Regions from separate parts of the Anser cygnoides genome. Here region 2 is linked to region 1. A link is a contact called in public Hi-C data. All regions are on one chromosome and are shown on one strand. The core of a region is the stretch at or near the end of the contact, and the rest is flanking DNA. Distances in the headings are between cores, read along the strand shown. Region 1 holds the start of DNAJC30 (DnaJ heat shock protein family (Hsp40) member C30). Region 2 holds the start of MLXIPL (MLX interacting protein like).

Evidence for each region. Hi-C and Micro-C count contacts between places; a contact is called where the count stands out from the background.
Region 2: a Hi-C map of liver shows a contact between it and region 1, with 10 times the contacts expected there. The contact joins the promoter of MLXIPL here to the promoter of DNAJC30 in region 1. A contact is called at or near these places in 2 of 7 Hi-C or Micro-C datasets (both in liver).

What each region holds. Positions count from the first base shown.
Region 1 is chr18:1,171,609-1,175,988 of Taihu_goose_T2T_genome, forward strand. It overlaps DNAJC30 (DnaJ heat shock protein family (Hsp40) member C30), which reads right to left and starts at 1,725. Exons shown (of 1, transcript XM_066979400.1): 1 at 604-1,725. The coding sequence starts at 1,725. The coding sequence ends at 1,099. BUD23 (BUD23 rRNA methyltransferase and ribosome maturation factor) reads left to right here and starts at 1,779. Exons shown (of 12, transcript XM_066979398.1): 1 at 1,779-1,875; 2 at 2,198-2,235; 3 at 2,342-2,437; 4 at 2,611-2,693; 5 at 2,792-2,888; 6 at 3,715-3,811; 7 at 4,143-4,293. The coding sequence starts at 1,828.
Region 2 is chr18:1,353,126-1,357,591 of Taihu_goose_T2T_genome, forward strand. It overlaps MLXIPL (MLX interacting protein like), which reads right to left and starts at 1,680. Exons shown (of 16, transcript XM_048050094.2): 1 at 1,176-1,680. The coding sequence starts at 1,471.

The DNA.
Region 1 (4,380 bases), core at 475-2,974:
CTTCAAATAGTACAGGGGAAACTTGCACCAAAGGAAACACAGAAGCTCCTAGAGACAATCTTTCCTAAAACATTCATTTCCTAAACATTTCCTAAAATGTTCCTAAAACACTCTGTACTTAAATAGGTAAATACTCTTCTGTGCAAATGATGCTTAGACACATGCAAAACACAAGTAACACCACTCAGTGTCCAGAAGCGTACTGCTCCAACCATAAAGGCCTATACGAGATAGTCTTGTGCAAAGTTCCTAGCAAGCCCTAGACAGGACAGACTGTTCTGAATACCAAAGTATTTTGGGCAGCATCTCTAGGTGGTGTCACACGCTGACTAGGACATGGTTTCATTCTTGTAGGACCAGGTTTCATTCTTGTAAGGCTGCTGAAGCTGAAATTTCTGTAGTCGCCACAGAGTGAGGCAAATCCTGAATGGAGACAAAGGCAACGATGAAGTCTGGAAACCAATGCTCCCAAAACGCCCCAAATATATAGTAAGAAGTGTGAAAGCATGGAGGTGGCTAGTTTCAGATTAACGGAAAACCACAGGGAGTCATTAGTCAGCATTGGCAAGAGCACCCCCTACAAACACACACAGCACACAAACACCATTGTCAATCATTTAATCTCCACTGCGGCTCAAGAGAAGACACGTGGTTCCCACCAGGGTCAAAGAGCAGCACTGATGGTGGAGACATGTCAGAGTCCACAAACCAAGGTCCACGAACCCATCAGGCACAACATCTGCAGGTCATACTGGCAGAAGGGGCACGCTGCAACCTATCGAGAAGGGCCCACATGTGATACCCAGTGGTCATACAGTATCTGCAGGTCACACTTGCAGAGGTAACACATCACAGCCATGTACTGTGGCCATGCACTGTCTCTAAAGATCACGGCAAAGGGGACAGGTCACAGTCTGAGGAGCTGAGCCCACATACAGTGCCTGCTGGTCGCACACTATCTCTGAAGACCGCACTGGCAGAAGGGCCACGTCATGGCCTGAGGAGCTGAGCCCAGGCATGACGTGGGTGCAGGGGCCATGCCCACCAGTGAGCTCCGTTGTCCTGTTGCAGCGGCGGAGCTGGGCTGGTGCCCACGCGTTACTTGAGGCCGTAGAGCAGAACGACGCCCAAGAAAAACAGGAGCCCGACCGAGAGGTCAGAGACGAGTTGGAAGCGGCCTTGGGCCGCGGCCTCCTCCCGGCGGAGGCGCAGCTGCTCCCGCCGCGCCCGCAGCGCCCGCTCCCGCTCCAGCTGCTCCCCGTAGTGCGCGCGGTAGAAGGCGTCGAAGTCGAAGGGCGGCGGGACGGGCCCGCGGGGGGAGCCGGAGGCGGCGGCGCGGGCGGGCGGGGGCTTGGGGGCGGGCGGGCGGCCCGAGGGCTTGGGGGCGCCGCGCACGTCCTCGCGGCTGAGGACGCCGCGGTCGTACTTGCGGCGCAGCGCGGCGCTGCCCAGCACCAGGTAGGCCTCGCTGACGGCGGCGAAGCGCTCGGCGGCGGCAGCGCTGCCCGCGTTGCGGTCGGGGTGGTACCGGAACGACTGCTCGTAGTACGCCGTCTTGATCTGCGCCTGCGTCGCCGTGGGCGGGACGCCCAGCACCTCGTACAGGTCGCGGCGCGGACCTGAGGCCTCGCCGCATCCCCGGTGCCCGGCGCGGCCCGGCGCCAGGCCGAGGCCCGGCGCGGCGAGCAGGAGGCGCCGCAGGCGACCGAGCGCCTCCAGCTCCATCGGGCCCCGCCGTCTCAGCGCCCGCGCGCCGCCATCTTGGGTGCGGCGCGCTCTGCGCCGGCGCCTCGCGGTGACGTCGGGGCGGTGACGGCGCGCGGCAGCATGGCGGCCGGCGGGCGGCGGCCCGAGCACCGTGGGCCGCCCGAGCTGGTGAGGCGGCGGGGCCGGGGCCGGGGCCGGGGCCGGGGCCGGGGCCGGGGCCGGGGCCGGGGCCGGGGCCGGGGCCGGGGCCGGGGCCGGGGCCGGGGCCGGGGCCGGGGCCGGGGCCGGGGCCGGGGCCGGGGCCGGGGCCGGGGCCGGGGCCGGGGCCGGGGCCGGGGCCGGGGCCGGGGCCGGGGCCGGGGCCGGGGCCGGGGCCGGGGCCGGGGCCGGGGCCGGGGCCGGGGCCGGGGCCGGGGCCGGGGCCGGGGCCGGGGCCGGGGCCGGGGCCGGGGCCGGGCCTCACGCCTCCCTCTCCCTTCTCTCGTTGCAGTTCTACGATGAGGTGGAGGCGCGGAAGTACACGCAGAAGTACGGCGGGGCGGGCTGGGCTGGGCTGGGCTGAGGGAGCGGCTGCGGGGCCCGGGCCCGGGCCTGGCGCGCCCCTTCCTGAGCCCTCCCTTGCCCTGCTTTGTAGCTCCCGGGTGAGGGAGATCCAGGCGCAGATGTCGGAGCGGGCCGTGGAGCTGCTGGGGCTGCCCGAGGACCGGCCGTGCCTCCTCCTGGACGTGGGGTGAGCGGGGCCCAGCGGCGGGGCGCAGCACGCAGGCCTGCGGGGATTCAGCCCGGCATGGCGCTGGTGTCTGCTGCGGACTAACAGAGGGGGATATCGCTGTTGGGCGGTGGCTATCCTAGAGCGTTGTCTGGCAAGGCCTGTGATCTGTTACCACCCCTTCCTCCCTTCAGCTGCGGCTCTGGGCTGAGCGGGGATTTTATCTCTGAAGAGGGGCACTACTGGATTGGCATGGACATTAGCCCTGCAATGTTGGGTGAGTGGTCTCTCCTCCCCTTTAGTGCTCACTTCACCTCAGAGGTGATTGCTGAAGGCATGAGCTTGGTACTATGAGCTGTCCTCTGTTCTGTGCAGATGTGGCTGTGGAGAGAGAGGTGGAAGGAGACCTTCTTCTTGCAGATGTGGGTCACGGCATTCCCTTCAGACCTGGCATGTTTGATGGCTGTATCAGGTGAGTTTGTGCACCTAACCAAGCTCTCTTGATACTCTGCATAACTACGTATTTTGTACTGTATACATGGTCTGCTTATGTTGCGTGACAGTTGACTGTGACTGTCCTTATCTGTAACTCTGTTTGCTCCATGCCAACTTGACTCCAGCTCTCTGGGACAAGCTGCTGAGATTCCAGATTGTAGAAGCAGCAGTTTCCCAAGAGATGCTTGTCTGTGTTTTGTGGTAGTGAGCTGGGAAGATTATTGAAATAAATAAAGTGAAGGTGGAGATAACATCAGGAGAGTTGAGACATGGACCTAGGATGAAAACCTAAAATATTCCTGTGACATTGACCTAGGGATTGACCTCACAGCTGAACTTGATGGTTGATTTTGAGGTGAAGGGGAAAGAAATACTTTTCTTAGAGAATACCTCATAAAGGTACTGGACAGGAGCAGGGGCTGTCTGTTACTGATCTGAATCAGTTTGGGATTGCTCATTGTCAAAACCTGTATGGCAGCTTGTGGGCTATGCAAGGGCCCCAACCAAGCATTGAATTATTTGAGCACCTGGCCTGGGGGAGATGTCTGGTGTTTTTGTTGTGCTTGAATAAGCTTGAATAACTGCTGTGCTATGTTGGGTTGTGGCATAGCTTAGGGAGTCTCAAGAGGGATTCCTGTAGTGTCTTGGCTGCAAAGTGGAAGGCAAAGTTACATGGGGAAAATTAATTAGTTTCCCTGATGCCTAACACATGTTTAACAGTGAAAGGAATCTCAAAGGGAGGTTATGGGCTCTGCTAAAGAATTGATGGCTCGGTGTCTTGAGGGTCTTGTTCTCTTTCTCAGTATTTCCGCAGTGCAGTGGCTTTGTAATGCTGATAAGAAGTCGCACAGTCCTCCAAAACGCCTTTATCAATTCTTCTCAACTCTTTATACCGCTTTGGTAAGTGTCAGGCTCTCTCATTCAGGCCTCTGTCTATTTTTGTGTCCTCACTGGTGCCTTTTAGGAAGACTTTTTAAGTAAATGCTACTGAAATATAAGACTAGCAGGAGCACCTATTTCCTGTCTGCATTCCTTTTTGCATGGTGCCCTGTGTTTCTGTAATCCCTGCTGTTAGCTTCATGCCCTGCTGTGCTGCGGAGAAGCTGACTGCAGTCTGAGCAGCTCTGCTGGGAGAGTTCTCTAGGAGGTTTTAGGAGTTGGGGGCTAGGGACTGGGTGACCAGAGGGGAACCCTGTCTTAACAGGGTTGTGATTGACTTTATTTCCCATAGGCCCAAGGATCCCGAGCCGTCCTGCAGCTGTACCCTGAGAATTCAGAACAGGTACAAGATACCACTTGGTGGGGAAGAGGAACAGGCAGAGCAAGGCAGAAAACCTGTGTGCTGTTTGAGGCTTTGAATGCATGGTATTGCCCCACATCAGGTCTGTGTTTCTGTCCTTCCTGCCATCCATAAAGCTCTGCAAGAGCCAGGAAAAAAACCAACAATAAGGAGAAAGCCATACGCAATT
Region 2 (4,466 bases), core at 430-2,929, 180 kb after region 1:
GAGGCTACTCATTGCATGAGTAGCTGGCAGTAAGTGCAACCAACCCTTGGCTGGGCCACTCCATGCTGAAGTTCACCATATTTCTGCAGAGCATCAGCGTCACCAGCACCTCTGTGCCTCACCAACTATGAGCAAACCATGCAGGCTGGCACACAGACGCATGGCGATGGGCCAAACGTACACAGCTACGTGGCAACTAGTACCCTGCGCAGTACTGTCACAGCACATGGCGTCACCAGGACTACTCTGAGACTGACCACATATGCCACCATGCCAAGCTCCAAAGGACTTCAAGGCACACCTGAGAGGCCAACGTGGGACCAGGAGATGGGCAATTCTTCAAAGCTGTTTTGTCCGTGTTTTATCTTCACAAGGCATCAATAGGTAATCATCGATCCAGGTTTTCACTTGGATTTTTGGGAAAGCTGTGCAAATAATTTTGCACTGAGGTCTGTAGAGCAAGTCACCCTTTGACAGGTCACAAAGCCTTGAGGTCTTTGTGGAAGTGGGGAGCTGCCTCCAAGAACATGGCCCAAAGTGCTAAGAAACAAGTTGCAGGCTCTCCTGTTGTCACCGAGGAGCTGTATGTGGGGTGAGCACGTCCCTCGCACCCTGGGCTTGGGTGATTTGTATGTTTGGGGGAACAACACAGTCACCCATCTGGTTTTGCTGGAGAGAAGGGGGGAAGCTTTCAGCAGGTCCTGGACAAAGCCCTGCGCAGCCATCCAGGCTGGAGTGCTGCCACTGCCACATGACCTAGAACAACTTTGGGACAAGTGGGCACAGCTCTGGGCTGTATTGCCAAAGACTAAGTGTTGTCTGCACACAGGTTACTGCTGCTCTACAGAGTGTGCAGGGCCGGGGTGCAGGGTGCTGCAGACAAGTGCAGTAACTCCAAATCTCCTGATGGAGGATGGTTAAGCTACGTGCGAAGAGAGGAAGAACTCATCTGGCTCCATAGCAGTTCTCCAGCACCAGCTCTTTTCCCCTGAAACCTCCCAGGATGGCGTTCTGTGAGCAGATGCCCCACTAAAACCCAATGGACAAGCAGATGAGGTTCCTGGAGATGGAGCAGCGCTGGGGGAGCCCAGCCTTTCCAGCGTGCCAGACTCACGCCTTCAGAGAGCTGGGGGATCAGTGAGACACATGCTGGGCGCGAGGGCTCTCGGACTCACCTGTACTCTAGGCTCATGCACTCAAAGAGCCGGGTCAGGGTTGGGTCGATGCTCCGCGGATCAGCCGCCTCAGGCTCAGCATGGCGGTGGCGCCGACGGGGCAGCGAGTCGCTGTGCGGGGACGACACCATGAAGTGGCCACTGTGGATGACCTGGGAGGGTTTCTGAACCCCAGCACCAGGCCCTGCACCACCCATGGTCGCATCCTCAGAGTCAGAGTCGAAGTCGGAGTCAGGGCATGGCCCAACGAGGGGCTCCGGGAAGGGTCCTGGGAGCCCCACCTGAGCTTGTGCCATTGCCCAGTGCCTGCTGCAGGAGCCACACCAGCTGAGAAGCCCTTAGTAGTCTGCCCCAGCACTGCAGTCCATATCCTGGCAGTGCCCGAGCCCTACAGATGCTGCACTGGCATGGAGCACGCGCTGTTGCCCTCCCCAGCAGTGCACAGGCACCTCCTCCTCAGTGTGGCTCGCCCCACCCCTGTCCCTGTCCCACGCCGTCTCCTCCACGCCGCTTGGTTCAGCTCTGGGTTTGCCAGGCCAGCTCTCTGTGAGCCCTATTTATAGCAGTGGCAGTGATCCCGCCCATGGCGCACCCACAGCCAGGCCGCAGCGCTCGCCACAGGCCACCACTAGCCACAGGTGCTCCAGCTCCGTGCCACTGCCATGCTCTCACCGCGCGCCTGACTGCCCTGGCTTTTATTTCCCCCCCCCCGCAGATCTGGGGAGGATCGGCTCCAGGTCCCCGGCCCACCCCTCGCCAGCAGGGCTTGCTGGCAGGAGGAGCACAGTCAGCTCTGTTTACCCTGGGCTAATCGCTGCTCCCAGTGCACCGGTGGGGAGAGGAGCACACGGTATTTACCTAGTGCCTCTGCCCTAACGTGTCTCCCTGCACTTCCAAGGGAACAAATACAGATTAAGGGACACAAACAAGTAAAATTATAGCAACGGGCATCCAGCTCAGCACAATGCACACCGAGTCACTGAGCCGTGCTACGAAGCTGTGAAACAACTGAGGCAAAAGCCTGCTCCAAGACATGACCCAGCAGGAGAGGGGATGCAAACACTGTGTGCGAGACCCACGGAGAGGACTACGATGAGCTCAGGTGCTCAGGATTCATGTACCTTGTAGGCATGCGGTCCTTAAAGCCGATTGATTCCCTCTGTGGCTGTGGTGGCCCAAGGGAAGCAGCTAGGCAGGGCTCCTGCCCATGCCTCTTCTGGGCCCAGAGATCATCTGGTGTAGCTGATCTTTGATAAATGCTGGGAGTTTTTGCCAGGGCTTAGCATTTCCCATGCCAGCTAGACCTGTGCCACAAGCACGTCCTCACTGGCCAGAGTCACATGGGGATAAAGTAGATATAATTTTAAGTTTAAATCATTTGTTTTATATCTAGTATCTGGCAACTTCTTCCCACAGCTCTGTAATCTGACACAAGCATGGGCGCCTAGAAAGCACCCAGACATATCTTTTGGATGCCCCCAATGAAAACTTGGGATAAACAGTTGCATAAAGCTAACATCAGGTGGCCTCAGGCATCTGAACTTTAATCCAGCTCGCAGCTGGAGCTGAACACCCTTTGTACCACAAAGGTGGGTCCTGCCAGCGCTCCAGATGAGTGAGCAGCCATCCGGAATATTTTGCAGAGCTGGAAGATGAATATGCACAAATAGTTGCTTTGGATATTTTTCTCACTGATTGATGCAAACCTCATTCAGGAGACATTTCTTCATTATCTAGGCAGGTCTACATTTTTCTGTAGCTCTCTTTTTCCCCTTTGTGATTTATTACAAATGTGTCAGCTTGTCCCAGGCTGCCTGTTGATGCTGAAGAGAGCAGCAATTTAAAAATTACTGTGTGCAGTCATTTGAGAGCAATAATGGCATGTGGGTTTCCTGGGAAACTAAGAATTAGGCAAGGAAATAAGAGAAACAAAAATATTGGAGACACTCAGGCTTTCTGAGAGCACTCCTGTGCCAGGACCACACTGTGCAAAAGGGACTTTTCAGGTTTTTCCCCAGGATCATTTGCCATCTGTTCACCTGCTACAGGCAGACTTGGGTTTTCTGGATCAACAGATGTCTAAGGGAGGCAGAGAAGTACATCAGTGAGGCTTTTAGGGACATTGTAACGTGCTCATCCCCAGTCCAACAGCGCTTGCACTTCAGAGGAGGGAAAGTTTATGAGTGAAGGACATCCAGGCTGGGGAAGGGAGAGACAGACCGCACAGAGGGACCTTCCCCAGCAGTCAGTGGCCCAGGTATGGCCCAGATGTCAGCCCTGTGGGAGCAAGGATCCCACACAGGAATGAGCCATCTGTATCGCTGAGGGATTTTGTAACTGGCCCTTTGGATCCCACATTATGAGATGCCAATTACAGCTATATGGATGCAACACAGTCTCTGAGAGAGATGGTGTGGAAGCTGTGGTCCTTGGTGCAATGCAAAAGGGATGTCCCAAAGGGGCACTGCCACATGGGAGGTTAAAGCTCCAAGTCCCTGGAGCAATTCTCTAGAATGATCCCAACACTGAGCACTGAGGTAGGGTGAAACAGCTGCAGTGCTCACTATGGGGACACTACTCATAGTGCAGAAGTGGCAGTGGAGATGGTTTCCCTCATTTGAGCCCTTGTAAGGGGTGGTGGAAAGAATTCAGAATGAAAAGTCAGTGCAAAGAAGTCACAAACCTCACTCACTAGATGAACACTGCCAGGAGCCCTAACCAAACTCCATCAGGACATTTCTGATCTGCTCACAGTGGGATGTGATCTGCTACTTAGCTACCAAGGGAATGGAGATGACACAGAGATTGTCAGTGCTTGAAAGTCTCAGTCATTAATCTAAAGCTCTCCAGAGTCAGAGGTCTCATTTCTACACCTACCAAAGCAGTGGAAATTTCAATAAACATAGAGTTAATGGAAACTCTTGGATAAATTCAATAACTTGAGGAAGAGTTGATATGGATTTTATAAAGGAAATCTGTTTAAATTTTTTTGGAAGGAGGTGTATGTGGACAACAGTGATCTGATTAATATAATGTAATCCAAAAAAGCTTTTAACCTTGAAAAAGATTTATCATAGAATCTCCAAAGACACTGATCTAGAATAGATTGATATCTTACAAAGCTCAGAAGCAACAGTAAGACTAATTGGAAAGTTTTCACAGTGTAGAGATTACCTATTGAATGCTACATGTACCTGTACTGGGGCTGAATTTTTCAGCATATTAATAAACGAAGGAGAAAAGTGAGTAAACAGCATGATGCCAACATTTTCTGGTGGAGAAAATAATTTG